3 separate regions of the Zea mays genome follow, and regions 1 and 3 are each linked to region 2. A link is a contact called in public Hi-C data. All regions are on one chromosome and are shown on one strand. Each heading gives the region's core, a stretch centred on a gene start, on an enhancer-like site or on the middle of the called end of the contact. The rest is flanking DNA. Distances are from core to core; before and after follow the strand shown. Region 1 holds the start of LOC100282127 (senescence-associated protein). Region 2 has its middle 14 kb from the start of LOC100193464. Region 3 holds the start of LOC100285698 (50S ribosomal protein L10, chloroplastic-like).

Evidence for each region. Hi-C and Micro-C count contacts between places; a contact is called where the count stands out from the background.
Region 1: a Hi-C map of tassel shows a contact between it and region 2, with 2.3 times the contacts expected there. The contact joins the promoter of LOC100282127 here to the enhancer-like site in region 2. A contact is called at or near these places in 4 of 25 Hi-C or Micro-C datasets (ear, leaf and tassel).
Region 3: a contact with region 2 is called in a Hi-C map of bundle sheath, with 3 times the contacts expected there. The contact joins the promoter of LOC100285698 here to the enhancer-like site in region 2. A contact is called at or near these places in 2 of 25 Hi-C or Micro-C datasets (bundle sheath and leaf).

What each region holds. Positions count from the first base shown.
Region 1 is chr8:135,406,304-135,411,110 of Zm-B73-REFERENCE-NAM-5.0, forward strand. LOC100282127 (senescence-associated protein) reads right to left here and starts at 2,606. Exons shown (of 2, transcript NM_001368937.1): 1 at 1,919-2,606. The coding sequence starts at 2,452.
Region 2 is chr8:135,588,325-135,593,041 of Zm-B73-REFERENCE-NAM-5.0, forward strand. No RefSeq gene overlaps it. Among protein-coding and RNA genes, the nearest start is that of LOC100193464, 14 kb to the left of the region's middle. Within about 2 kb of position 2,532, at least 18 of the 20 cell types and tissues checked have an H3K27ac peak or open chromatin away from gene starts, as enhancers often do. A contact at or near this core is called in bundle sheath, ear, leaf and 1 more, where this site is marked.
Region 3 is chr8:135,784,148-135,788,417 of Zm-B73-REFERENCE-NAM-5.0, forward strand. LOC100285698 (50S ribosomal protein L10, chloroplastic-like) reads left to right here and starts at 1,385. Exons shown (of 1, transcript NM_001158589.2): 1 at 1,385-2,233. The coding sequence starts at 1,428. The coding sequence ends at 2,018.

The sequences.
Region 1 (4,807 bases), core at 1,356-3,855, 180 kb before region 2:
TTATCAAGCACATTAGTACACATATGAATAAAATATTACACAAATTGTTTTATGTATTATTTGCTCCCTACAACACGAAACGTTGAAAAAATTACCGAATTTATTTCCGAATCCATACCGAAGTTTATATCTATTATTTGAGAAATTATAGGATGAATTTGAGGTTTACCTTTTATGAATCTTTACAAGCTAGATGTTAAAAACAAGAATACAAATTTGTATTGTAGATTATATATCCTATTTATTCGCAATCAAAGAAAAACGACTAAAAAACTGATTACCGAATAAATATCGTTTCCGACCGTTTTTATCTCTAATGTAGAGTATCATCCCTACAGAAGATATTCTGTGCCCTAGTATAAACACAACATATAATGTAGAGTATCATCTCTACAGAAGATAACAAAAGGAAAAATGTATATTCATTTGCATGTAATTTGAGAGACTGTAACGAGGAAAAGAAACACACTCACAGCTAGAAAAGGCAGCATAGAGAATATAATGACAAGCAAGGCAAGGTTCCATGGTCCGAATTCCAACTCTGAGATGTAACACCTAGCAAGTGGCTTTTAGCTGTCCTGGTCACACTGGTGTATTTGGAAGGATGCTGAGAGAGGCCCTGATTCCTCAATCATAAAATTATTGTGGACCTCCGTGTCGTCTGGTATCCGTAAAGCAGAGAGAGAAAAAAATCTAGGACAATGACATTATCCTTAGCCTCCCACAGGCACCAGATTCTACTTACCATTGCAATAGTGTCAACTACTATAGCTGCTCGTCCCTTGCACTCTGCAGTGGTGAGTGGTGACTGGAGGGGGTAAATAACTGGCTGGACCACGACTCAATTGACCAATGAGTCATGGGATGCTTACTGGTAAGCGTCTTAGGTGTACTGCGTACAGTTGAGTGGTAGTATGTAGTACATATTTTCTTCAATGGAAAAAAGGGTCACTTTCTTTTGGAGATATAATTCAAAGATCCTTCATCCTTTAGGGCTAACTCATTTTTCTAAGAGATTTCCATTTTCGCAAGAGAAAGTTGATTTTCCCTTAGGAAATGGAGTTGCCAAACTAGTTCTTAGCGAAAAATATCAGTGACATGTTTCACCGTCATGGAATGGAGGCAGTGCAGATCTGTTTCCCCATCCATGATTTGAGTCAAAAGCGTCTGTACTTAGAGGCACCTGCTACAGAATTATGCACGGAATTTCTTCCGGTGATGTAAAGCAAAGCAATTCAGGGAACCAAAGTAACGCAGGGAAAAAAAGATTGCTTTTGAAGAAAGGTATATGCTGGAACCGAACGGGGCTGCCAAAGTCAGTGGCCCTTCTAGCTGCTTTTCCCCAAATCAGGAACAAGCAAAAGGCCTGATGAATTAACAGTTTCTGGAAGGTGGAAGCTGCTCCAGAATGAAGGAATAATAAATACTAGTAGAGGCGGGCCATGAGTTGCTACTTGCTAAGCGAAAGGGGGCTGGCTGCTAATTGAAGGGGCAAGCAAAGTTCATCTCGAGATCCACGCTAGCGCCGGGTAGAAGTAACTGGAATATCCTACGACACCTTTGCAACAAGCAATCGAAGGTTAGGAAGAACCTGGATTTTAGATGGTTGTTTATCCTCTTGATTGATGGCCTCTCATTTCTGAGGAAAGTTGCCTACACAAAAATGCAGCTTTTTTTGTTTTGTTTCCCCTCTAAACTATTATACCTACTGCTCCGTAGCTAACGCAGCAGCAAAGCCAAAACTGAATGGTGGAAATCAAACGCTGAATCATCACAAAATCCCCGACTTTTGTGCACCGGTAGAATATAATAAAAACTGGAAGAAAAATCCAATCTTCCCTTAGCAGAGGAATTTTTTGAACCGCGCATGGAAACCAAATGAATCGCGCATGCCGGTGTTGGGGATTGAAAAGAGGACCTGGATCGGGGAGAGGTTGCGGCCGTAGAACATGGTGGACGTCTCCGGCACGAGCATGCCAGTGTTGGGGTCCCGCGCGAGGCGCCTCATGCCGGCGCAGGCGTGGCCGTCGCGGAGGCAGGCGCTGATGGTGGCCCAGTACTGTGGGTCGGCGACGCGGTCGCGGAGCCAGCCTCCGTAGTCGGAGAGCTGGTACTCGGGGAAGCGGCGGTTCATGACGACCTGGCCGTCGCCGCGGTCGGTGACGGCGAAGGCGAAGACGATGAAGAAGAGAAGCGCGAGGACGACGAAGAACATGGCGAAGAGGTAGAGGCGGAGCAGCCAGGTCTGGCGGTAGCAGGCGCCGGCGAAGCCCATGAGGGAGATGACCATGAGGACGAGCCCCACAATGATGATGGGCCACTGCAGGAAGCGGATGCAGTCGGTGGAGTTGGCCCGCGACGCCAGCCAGATGCCGCCGCCCAGGATCGGGATCGAGATCAGGAAGGTGATGAAGTTGATGATCCCCAGCACGCTCGAGCCCCCGCGCAGCATCTTGCTCTTGCTCTTCCTCCTGGCTGCTGCCTCCTGGCCTTCTCTTCTCTTCCTCGGCCTGCTGTTGTTGCTCCGCTTCTTGACTCCGCGCTTCTCTTTCTCTCTCTACCTGTGCTGGGCTGTGCCGTTGCCTGCTCTGCTTTGTGCGTGCGTGGTGAGTGAGGGAGGGAGACAGGGCGGTTGGTTTTTAGCGAGGTCGAGGAGCACGCTGCGGCTGTACGGGAGAGCAGATGCAAGGCAGCATAAGCCAGGCCAGCAGCTTGGACTGGACAAGCGCTTTGGCTTAAAAGCCATTAGCCATTTGCAACAGGGCCGAAACCCGACATTAAGGACTAGTTTGGGAACACTATTTTCTCAAGAAATTATTGTTTTTCTAAAGAAAAATAAACTAATTTTCCTTGAAAAAATAAAAATCTCTTAGAAAAAAAGATTCTCAAACTAGCCCTAAAGTTATTGAGTCTGGATCGTTCGCTACGGGTTGGTGCGGGTTTAATTCAACTGTGGCTGCAGTTTCTACAGTATTTTATCTCTATGAATTGTAGCTAGAGCAGTATGAACAACTGCAGCCACAGCTGCCAGCCGAGCAGCCGAATAGGTTGTCAGTTCCACTAATCTATATTACTCTATTAAGAACCTAACGTCAGCGTCCACACTCTGCCCCCACCCCCGCCTGCCCCCCCCACTCGGCGACGTCCACACTCTCGCCCACGCAAGGCCGTGGATCTTGTGACTGGAGTTGATGTGTCTCCTACTACTACTCTCTCTCTCTCTCACTCACTTCCCCCACCACCACCGCGCTCCTCTGCCCCCTCTCATACCCTTTCCCTCGTGGCATCCTCCGATGGACGCCAAAGGCCACCGTGCCTCCCGCTCCTCGTGGCGACACCCGGCATGCTGCCCTCCCTATTAAGCGTCCACAACCCTACCGCCGATGCCCGCCCACCCGCCTTGCTCGCCTTCACCTCCGCACCGCTCGGAGCGCCCCCATGAAAACATCCTGCTCGTGATGCGCCCATGTCTGTCGCCGCCCGTGCTCCTCTCCCCTCTGCCACCTCCAACGGATCTAGGAGTAGGACCATCGCCGCCTCCAAGGCTGATGCCTCGACTATCTACCTCTCCCTCGCCCCTCTCCTCTGTCGCCTCCATTGGATCTGGGAGCAGCGCGTCATGTGGAAACCCTCTGGCGAATGGCACGAAAGGCAGGAAGGGGAGGACTACGACAAGCTCAGATCTGACGTAGGAGGCTACTTGTGTCCATGACACTTCGTGGCCCTCGCTCGTTTGCCTCGTCGTCCTTGTCACGCTCTTCACTCTCCCCGTCGAGAAGGTTAGGGTTTCTCCCCTCTCAATCGACACATCGTCTTACCAGTTAGCTCTAGTGTCGTGTCCCTGCTCCTTGAGCTAGCGGACATCGAGTCCCTAGAAGCTGTCGGGAGACCTTGTTTAAACTTGCTCGTCCTCTCCAATGTGGTCAGCATCCAAATCTGCCCCCATCCAACCACCAGCCTTGCGGCGGGGGGTTGAGGTGAAGGATGTCAGCGACAATGGAGGAGCAGATGCTGGTGACTCTAAATTCACGCAGTCACGACTCACCTGAGGCCAACCCCGGGCGGGAGACACAGTCACGACTCACCCGAGGCCAACCTTGGGCAGGAGACGCAGTCACGACTTGTCCGAGGCCAACCCCGGGCGGGAGACGCAGTCACGACTCGCCAGAGGCCAACCTCGAGCGTGATACGGTCACAACTCACTCGAGGGCGGGAGACGCACCTCGGATAGGAGAAGCATTCACCACTCACCCGAGGCCAACCTTGGGCGGCAGACGCATCCACAACTCGCCCCGAGGCCAACCCTGGGCAGGAGACACAGTCACCAGTCACCCAAGGCCAACCCCAGGCGGGAGACGCAGCCATGACTTGCCCGAGGGCGGAATACACGGTCACGACACGCCTGAGGCCAACCTAGGGCAGGAGAGGCAATCACGACTCACCCGAGGCTAACCTCGGGCGGGAGACGTAGTCACCACTCGTTCGAGGGCAACCTCGGGTGGGACACGCAATCACAACTCGCTTGAGGGTGGGAGATGTGGTCACCACTCGCCCGAGGCCAACCTCGGGCGGGAGATGCACCTCGAGCGAGAGACGCAATCCTGACTCGCCCGAGGGCGGGAGACGTGCTCACGACTCGTCCGAGGCCAACCCCGGGCGGGAGACGCAGTCATGACTCGCTCGAGGGCGGGAGACGCGGTCACGACTTGTCTGAGGCCAACCCCGGGCGGGAGACGTAGTCATGACTCGCCCAAGGGCGGGAGACGCGGTCACGACTCGTCCGAGGCCAACCCCGGGCGGGAGACAC
Region 2 (4,717 bases), core at 1,282-3,781:
AAATAGCAACCTGGCCAGTGCTAGCTATTCTGAGTATATGCATGAGATAAAGCATTTAACTGGGGGGCATCTGAATAAACATGAAGACCGGATTCTGTCTAGAAGCAGCAACTTTAATTGTTCCTACTAAAGGGCAGCTGATTCTCATTGTAATCGCACCGCCGTCTCGTCTAGCTAGCTAGGCCTGGTTATTTGTGTAGATGGAATTAGGTATTTGACCTGGAAGTTGGCCGGGGTTGCTCGAGTCAGCTAACCAGAGTTGCCTATTAGCGAAACCTGATTGATTGGGAGGAAGGAAGCGAAACCTGAACCGATCTGATTGATTGGGAGGAAGGAAGCGACCGGGCTGGGGAGGAACCTAGAATAGAATAGGACGAGTAGGACAATCCCCATCTTCCGTAGTAGTAGCAGTAGGCAATTGAACTCCTTTGGGGCATGTTCGGTTACACCAATGTATAATGGGATTGGAGATTAAATCCCTTCATAGTCACTATGAGGACTAGTTTGGAAACTCGAATTCCCTTCGGGATTGAAGAGAATTGAGAGGAAATTAGTTTATTTCCACCTTAGGGCTTGTTCGTTTTGTTCTCAATCCATGTGGATTGGGTGGGATTGGATAGGTTTCAATCCCAAATAAGTCAAAATCTTTCATAATTTTTTTCAATCCCATCCAATCCACACGGGATAGGAATAACCGAACAAGCCCTTAATCCCCTCCAATCCTGAAGGGGATTTGAGGTTCCCAAAGTAGCCCTGAGGGGATTTAATCTCCTACAATCCCCTTCTGAATTGGTGTAACCGAACAAGCCTTTGGGGAGGGGCTTAGTAATAGCGCACACAGGCAACAGCTAGGATCATATCGTGTAGGGACACAAAGTAACCAGTACCGTATCGCTACGATCAATCCAATTCAGTTCTGGACGATAGGAGCCATCCGTTTTCCTTTTCATTCGTTTCTCCCTCTCCCTTTCTTGTTCGTCTTCTCTATTATCTCTTTAAAGAGGGAGTAATACATTTAAATTCAAAAGAGGTAGTACCTTTAAAAAGAGAGAGTAAGAGTATGTTTGGTAGGACTTTGGCTCTTCTAAAAATGGTTCTGACTCCCGCTCCTCTGCAGAGTAGCAGCTCCACAGGAGTCCGTGCTTTTTAACCAATCATTTGGTGAAACGGTGTGGGCATCTAACCTCTCAGTAGTGCCTTGGTAATTAATGACAAATATGTGTGGACTGACGATTTCTCTGATAAAGTAAGGTTGCAGGTTGGTCCATGTACTACATCTAGTCTTCAAATGCTTGATGTTTTGGACATGATCTTGTATATATACCAAGGAACTATTAAATAGGGTTGTTGTTTCTATAATATTTAAATACAAGATGTTAGCTTAGATGGTTGCAACGCTGGCTGTAAAAATTGACACACTGGGTTTTGAGGTCGAGCTCTAGTGTCTTTTTTTTTTTGCAATCGTTCGGGACTGACTGAGCTCTAGCCTCTAGGTGTGCCTTTTTTTCCCGACCTGATCGATTGCACTCGTAGGTTTTTTCACGGTTTCAATGCATGCACACATGTAGTGGGAAGAGGAAGCGTGTCTCTGAGTAATTTGTCATGCCTAGGAGAATATGTGGACCACCTAGATCAAGGGTATCCTAGTCTAAAATGAGCTTCAAATGCTTAAACATAAAGTATTTACATCCAAAGTGAAGACCCCTTAAAGTATTTGAAGACTGGATGGAATACATGTGAGCTACTTAGAGTCTTGAACGACTTTGGTGGAAACCGTTAATACAACTCAAGGCAAGGTAAACAATGGATTTTTCATTTTGCCGGTGATTAGAGAAGTAAATTGATCATGTCAGTAGGCTACATAGTCCTACTATATCAAGAGGCAAACAAACAACACAAATTATTAGGTGGATTATTATATAATCTTGATAACTAGATATCATTATATGATTATATAATCTATAAGGTGGATTATATAATCCTGGAAGTCAACAAATTGTGTCTTAAGCTAAGGCCGTGCGCTCCACATAGTGGACGACCTATGTTATTAGGTAGATGACGTCCAAAATGATTAACCAGAGAACCAATGAAAAATAACAAAATCATATATTATTATTATTATTTGCTCGAAAATAGATTCCGGGGAAGATAATTCCTTTTCTGGATTTGGAAAGAAATAAAGAATCCGGTCTTTATGTAGCACCTTTATTTATTTATTTCCTTACCATCTCTGTAGACAACAACAACAACAAAGAAAAAAAAAGATGAGATCGATATATTCCCGCGCGCGTTCCTTTCTTTATTTGCTGTTTTTTTTTTGTTTTTGGCAAAGTGTCACTGTACCTTTGGCCGCCGCGGAAGGCACTGTCGTTTGACTGGTAGTACATCTGATACTACTACCTACCGGTCCGGACAGAATAATGACACACGCACTGCCGCACTGGCACTGCACTTGCGCGGGAAAGGGAGGGGGCCCCACGTACCTGCGTGCTTTCCATTTCTAGCAGTAGCAGAGGCCGTCCGATCCATTGGCGGCGGCGTTGGTCCTGTGGGCTGCTGCCTGCACCGGCACGGCGGCTGGCCAGTGGCCACCATACCAGTATACCACCGCCCCCCGCCCCGTTTGTGTGGCGGGAAAAACGTACAGTGCGACCACGTCGCCGTCTTCTCTTCCTGTTGGACACGGCAGCTAGCAACGTCGTCATGGCCGCAAGCCCACAACACTGTTGCCTCTTGGCCGTCTCAAGGGACAAGTTGTACCAGCTCCCTCTGCTCACAGCCCGGATAATAATAATAATACTTGTTGTAAACAAAGCTAATAATAATGAAAAATAACATATATATATAAATCTTGATGCCCTTTCCAGAAAAAGCGGGTGCAGGTATGAAAGGTCGTCAAAAGGAGCAGGAGAGGAGATGCGTTGGCGATGAGCTTCCTGCCTTTCCCGTTACGTTTGCCTACCTTCACACATTCTACATTTGTAGAAGATGCCTGAAGTGGAAGGTGCCTAGGCCTAGGTTCACATGTTTATTTATGGAAAGCGACATTTGACAAAGAACGCGATTCCGATAGTGCTCTCACAGTCTCACTTCACATCCATTCCATCCATGTATCATGCGTTGTAGTGACGATAAGCCGCCGGTCGTAGGAGTGATCTACATAGATTTATATGACATACATGTATGTCACGGTACAATGCATGTCTTACATGCACGTACGTACGTAGTTATTGCCGGCGGTAACAGTGTACCTTTGCTACTTTGCCTTTGTCTTGCTTCGTCTCGACGCAAGCTTCACAATGATGCCATGTGTCATTTCTGCTTCTTCTTGCTCCAACATCAACCAGATTCAAAGGTCCAAACTCGAAACCCGTCCGCTTATGGTTTTGATGCCCAAACCACTTGACGTCTCTTTCTGTGCGAGAGTAGTGTATCTGATATATTCTTTCCATGATGTTTGCCAAATAAAACTAGTTCTATTGAGGGATGGGGAATTCCCACTAGTTTAGGTGGTCACGAGGTTAAATACAGCTTCCTCAATTTTGCTTTAACAATATAGTCTTTGTAGATTAATCTTTTTACACCAAGTAAGGACAAATTTAAGAGCGATGTTACGTGTACGTAGATGCACGAGAACTATATATAATATAAGTAATTTTTGGACACAAAGCGATATAATATAGTTTCTGGTTCGTCTAACAAACTAATTAAACGCTAGCTCGGTATCGTCGTTTTATGACGATGATGGATTTGACGTTAATTGCTTCTTTGTGGGGAATTCATCGGATCGTACATTCGTATTCATGTCGAGGAGAGGTGCAAGTGGACTCGATGGATGGGAATGCGCACAGTCTGCCTCAGCTAGAAAAATCGTAGATTTCTACTCCCTCCGCTCCAATTTATAAATTCGTTTAATTTTTACACCAAATTTGACATACTTGTCTTATTCAAAATTTTGCAAAAATATATAAAAAAATCAAAGCTACACTTAAAGTATATTATATGCTAAACGGTATCACACTAAAAAAATTAAATAAATTGTAAATTGAAATGGAGGGACTAGCATTTAAAATCTCGAACTGGAACTGATGATCTAAATAGACTAGCTTTCGTTATCCTGTCTACTACAGGAATGATATTTAGTACCGGTTGAAGGTAAACACTATTATTTTTTAGTATCTTACTTTTTAAATGTCTAGATATGTCTAATTCGGGTCTATTTGGTTGGTTCTCAGAAATTCAATTAAACAAACTAAATCTATTAATTATAGCAAACACTTTGATAATTGTGTAAAATTGAATATGTATGTCTATATACTGCAGAAAAAACGTCACAAAGAGTTTGGTATAGAAAAAAGAAAAAGAAACAAATATTCTTTATCGAGTGTTGAGGGAAGACACTCCGTAAAGTATACTTTTGCCGAGGGTTTGCCAGGTTACAATCGACAAAAAGAAGATAATTCCCAAGTGTCAACGTTTGACACTCGGGAAAGTTAATGGCCGTCAACAATAGACGACTCTTGACGACCCTTACCGAGTGTCGCATTTTGCCGAGAGCTTGGCATTCGGTAAAACCTCTTTTGCCGAGTGTTTTTCTATGTCGAGTGTTCCGCTCTCGACATACGAGATCTGTCCCGAGAGCCTTATTAGTTCGCCGAGAGTGACACTCGACAAAGAATGCTTTGCCGAGTGTCCGATTAATTACACTCGGTAAAGT
Region 3 (4,270 bases), core at 135-2,634, 190 kb after region 2:
GGTAGCATCCAAGGAGTGACGTTAAAGGTAGGATGGATGAACAGTGAGAAGAGTATGCGGAGAGGAGAAAAGCTGTAGAGAAACACAATTGTTATGTTGAAGAAAGTTGTATTGCATACATGATACAATGTTGGAGTACAAGTATATATAATATCTCATCCTGTGTTAAACTATACTGCATGTATGACATGATTGATTGTCTTGCAACCAGAATATGATCAGGATCCACGACCTAGATTTATTGGTGTTGTGGAAACCAAGATTATCATGTCATTATACGGTTCCATTGCAACGCACGGGCATTCACCTAGTTTCTATCTATTTCCTTGGTGTTTTTATCTCCTTTTCTTTTATGTTTATTTTGGTTAAATTTTTGAAAAAAAACATATTAAATCACTACAAAATTAAAAAACTTCATGCCTAGAGTTTTGTTGAACTCTACATGAGTAGACCTATATAGCAAACATATGATATGATATACTTTAGTATATTTTTTTGTTGTAGCTTTAGATGGATCATATATGACTGTAGCTATGGGTTAATTACATAAAAGCAGATATCTAAAGATATAATAAAAAATATACTAAATCACAGCATATCATATATTCATCCTGTGTATATATACAGATACACTTATATATGCCCAACAAATTTGAATTTTCTATTTTTATATTTGATCTACTATAATTTTTTAGAAAAAAGCAGCCTAAATAATATAATGCCCCATTTGGATCACTGGAATTGAATTCCATTCTAATAATAGTAATTTAGGCATATATCAATTAAGTTAATTCGCTTTTATACAAAATATATTTGTATACTATTATTAGCAAGATGTCCTAGATATTTATGTGCTACATTTTTACTATAGAGGAGTGGAACGAAGAGTGTCATGTAAGTTACAGAGTATAAACAAATTCTACTCATGCATAAAATCATTTCCTATCCTCCACCATATGAATTTGAGATAGACTTATATCTGAACTTTGGAAAGTGGTGGAATGCCAAATTCCAAACTAAATTAATTATTTTATTGAGTGAATTCTAATTCCTTTAAAATGAAGGGATCCAAACGCCCCGTGAAAGAAAAAACCACACATGAAAACCACCATGAAGGTCACGTGTTCAATTTGGAGGCGAGAGATGAGTTGTATTGTATCTGATTTTATAGTTCGTGAGAGGAAAAAAAACGAATTTCCTCCAAAATCCAAATGATGCATGGGGGGCACTACAGCCCTTTAATCTCTGAAGCCCATCACTGCAGGTATTAGGCTTTGAGCCCACTGCTGCAACCACTGGGCTTTTAGTTAAGCCATCGTCGCATTAGAAAGGAAGCCCGCGATCCATCTCTGATCGTGGGAGGCAAGAGATCACACGCACACAGCACACTCGCATCCCAGGCAGAACCCTCGCCGCCTCCGCCGCCGATGACGTCCGTGCGCAGCTGTGCCGCGTCGTTAACCCCGTCGATCCGCGGGATGTCGGGGCTGGTCCGGCAGGAGGCACTGCGGCGCGAGCTGGACGGGTGCCAGCTGCTGGCGGGCATCTGGTGCCACGGGTTCACGGTGGCGCAGCTGCGGAGCATCCGCGCGTCGCTGCCCGACGCGGCGCGGCTGGTGGTGGCGAAGAACTCGGACATGGCGGCGGCGGTGGCGGGCACCCGGTGGGAGGCGCTGAGGCCGTGCGCGCGGGGCATGAACGCGTGGCTGTTCGTGCGCTCCGACGAGATCCCGCCGGCGCTCAAGCCCTACCGCGACTTCCAGAAGGAGTGGAAGCTGCAGCTCAACGACTTCACCGGCGCCGTCTACGAGGGACGGCTCTACGGGCCCGACGACTTCGCGCAGCTCGAGAACATGCCCACCAGGGCGCAGTCCTACCAGTACCTCCTCGGATGCCTGCAGATGCCCGCCGTCAACGTCCTCGCCGTCCTACGGGCGCGTCAGGAGGCACTGTCCGCGGAGGCCGACAAGCCGCCCGCCGAGGGGGAGGGGGAGGCGGCCGCGCCGGCTGAGAAGTGACCCGTCGACAAGGTCTCTTGCCGCTCGTCTCACTCTGCCTCTGCCTCTGCCTTGTTGTATGGTTTTGCAGCTGCGGCTTGGCTTAAAGGAAGGTCCTTTTTTCAGTCAGTCCCTCTTGTGCGCCTCAAATTTGTTCAGTTCAGGATACATGTAGTAGGAAAACTGATATATAATACTACCATGAACTCCATTCTGGAAGTTGGACTGATTTTTAATTGTCATTTCTGGTTCAGAAATCAGACTCCAAAAAAGGTTTAGCCGCGGGTGCATTTCAGTTGAAAATTAAGTTTGGTATTGCGATGTGTAGTTATTTGAAATTTAAATCTGGTCAATGTTGTGGTGTATTGGTTTTTTTTGAAAGGAATTTGGCATTGTGCACCTGCAAATTGGAATGAAGTGCGCTGGAAACAGCACCAGAACATGTTCCCAAGCCGTGCTGACGCTTGAACATTTGAAGATAGAGATCTGATGATCATGCAGCATATTGCTTTTTTATAATTAATGTCCAATGACCTGTCTTTGTTATCGTATATAAACATAATACTGCATACATTCTTCTTCATGAAGGGGACAGGTTTGGTACAACGACAAGAGCTGTCTCAGGTTCAAAGGCTTTGCCTTGGTTTATATCTTCTTCAGCACCGGGTCTGCCCTTCCTGTATATGCCAAATAAATTGTTCTTTAGCGGGATATTATTTTATTTCCACCTCAATCCCCTTCGATCTCTAAAATAGTTTGCCATGTCCAGTTAGCCGCTGGTGCTCTCAGTGAGACAGGATCACAGGAACCTTCATGCATCCGACGATGGCGTTGCAAATTCTTCTCTAGCTGTTTCATGCCACATATGTCACACTGGACATGTTGATGGTAGGATTGATTATGCATCTTGAGGCATTCATGTTTGAAAAGAACTTAATGCAGCCTGGTTCACAGCAGATAACTTCTGTGTATTCCAGTTCCAGCATGACTGCACCACAAGTTTATCATGACAGAGAAACTACCATCAACGTTGATAATAAGCACTTGCGCACATATTAGTATGCAGGATAGACGAAAAGCATGCAATAAGGCAGAAGGCATAAAATATCATCAATACACTACACAAACTGGATTTTCAAAGTGTGCTATTTAAACTCAGTATCAAGGCCTTACTGCATTTTTGCAGTTCTTTGGGATCCAACGATTCACTCTCCGGTAGATATAAGAAACTCTGAAACTAACCACCAGTGCTGATGGTTGGCTTAGGTCGGGCTAGGGTCGTTAACAGGTGCTGGGGCTCTTGGATGGGGTGGGCTGCTTTCTGCAGCCGAGATTATTGTTATTATAAAGCACGACATAGTGGGTTTGGACAAAATGGAGGCTCAGAGGACGGCTTCAACATTTTGGAGACGCAGACGACGGCCATACAATGACACGATGAAGTCATTAGACGCTGCGGACACCGATTAAAGCTCATTGAGCTCACGCAATCAGACACCTGTTCGTGAAAGTTGTCTAGAGGGGTGAATAGGTGAAACCTGAAAATTTATAAACTTAAACACATACTAGGGCCGGAGTTAGCATTAGAATTAAATTCAAGTCCGAAAGAATATTTCTCTTGCTAAGAGTTGTTCAAAGGATGCGGATGACGTATGGGAGCAAACTAAAATTGATACTAGCAAGAAAACGTTAGAGAGAGGAAAGAGGGCAAACAAATCAAGTGAGAATCAAAGTGAGTAGACACGGTGATTTGTTTTATCGATGTTCGGTTCCAAAGAACCTAGTCCTCGTTGAGTAGGTCACAAAGACCGGGTCTATTTCAACCCTTTCCCTCTCTCTCAAACGGTCACTTAGACCAAGTGAGTCTTCCCTTAATCACACGGATCACTTAGACCCCGCAAGGACTACCACACACTTGTTGTCTCTTGCTTTGCTTACAAAGCACTTAAGAATAAGGATGTGAAAAGAGAAAGGCCAATCCAAGCAACAAGAGCAACAAAAGAACACAAAACACCCTCTCTCAAGTCCCTAATGGAATTGAGTTGATTTGGAGGCTTGGAGAGGATTTGATCTATTGAATGTGTCTTTGAGTGAAGTCTTTTGCTCTTGCAGTGAATGAGATGTTCAGAAAACTTGGATACCAATGAATGAGGTGGTTGGGGTATTTATAGCCCCCAACCACTTTCTAGCCATTGACAAAGGCTGCTGGTGATGGGCGCACCGGACAGTCCGGTGCGCCACCGGACAACCACTGTGCACTGTCCGGTACGCGC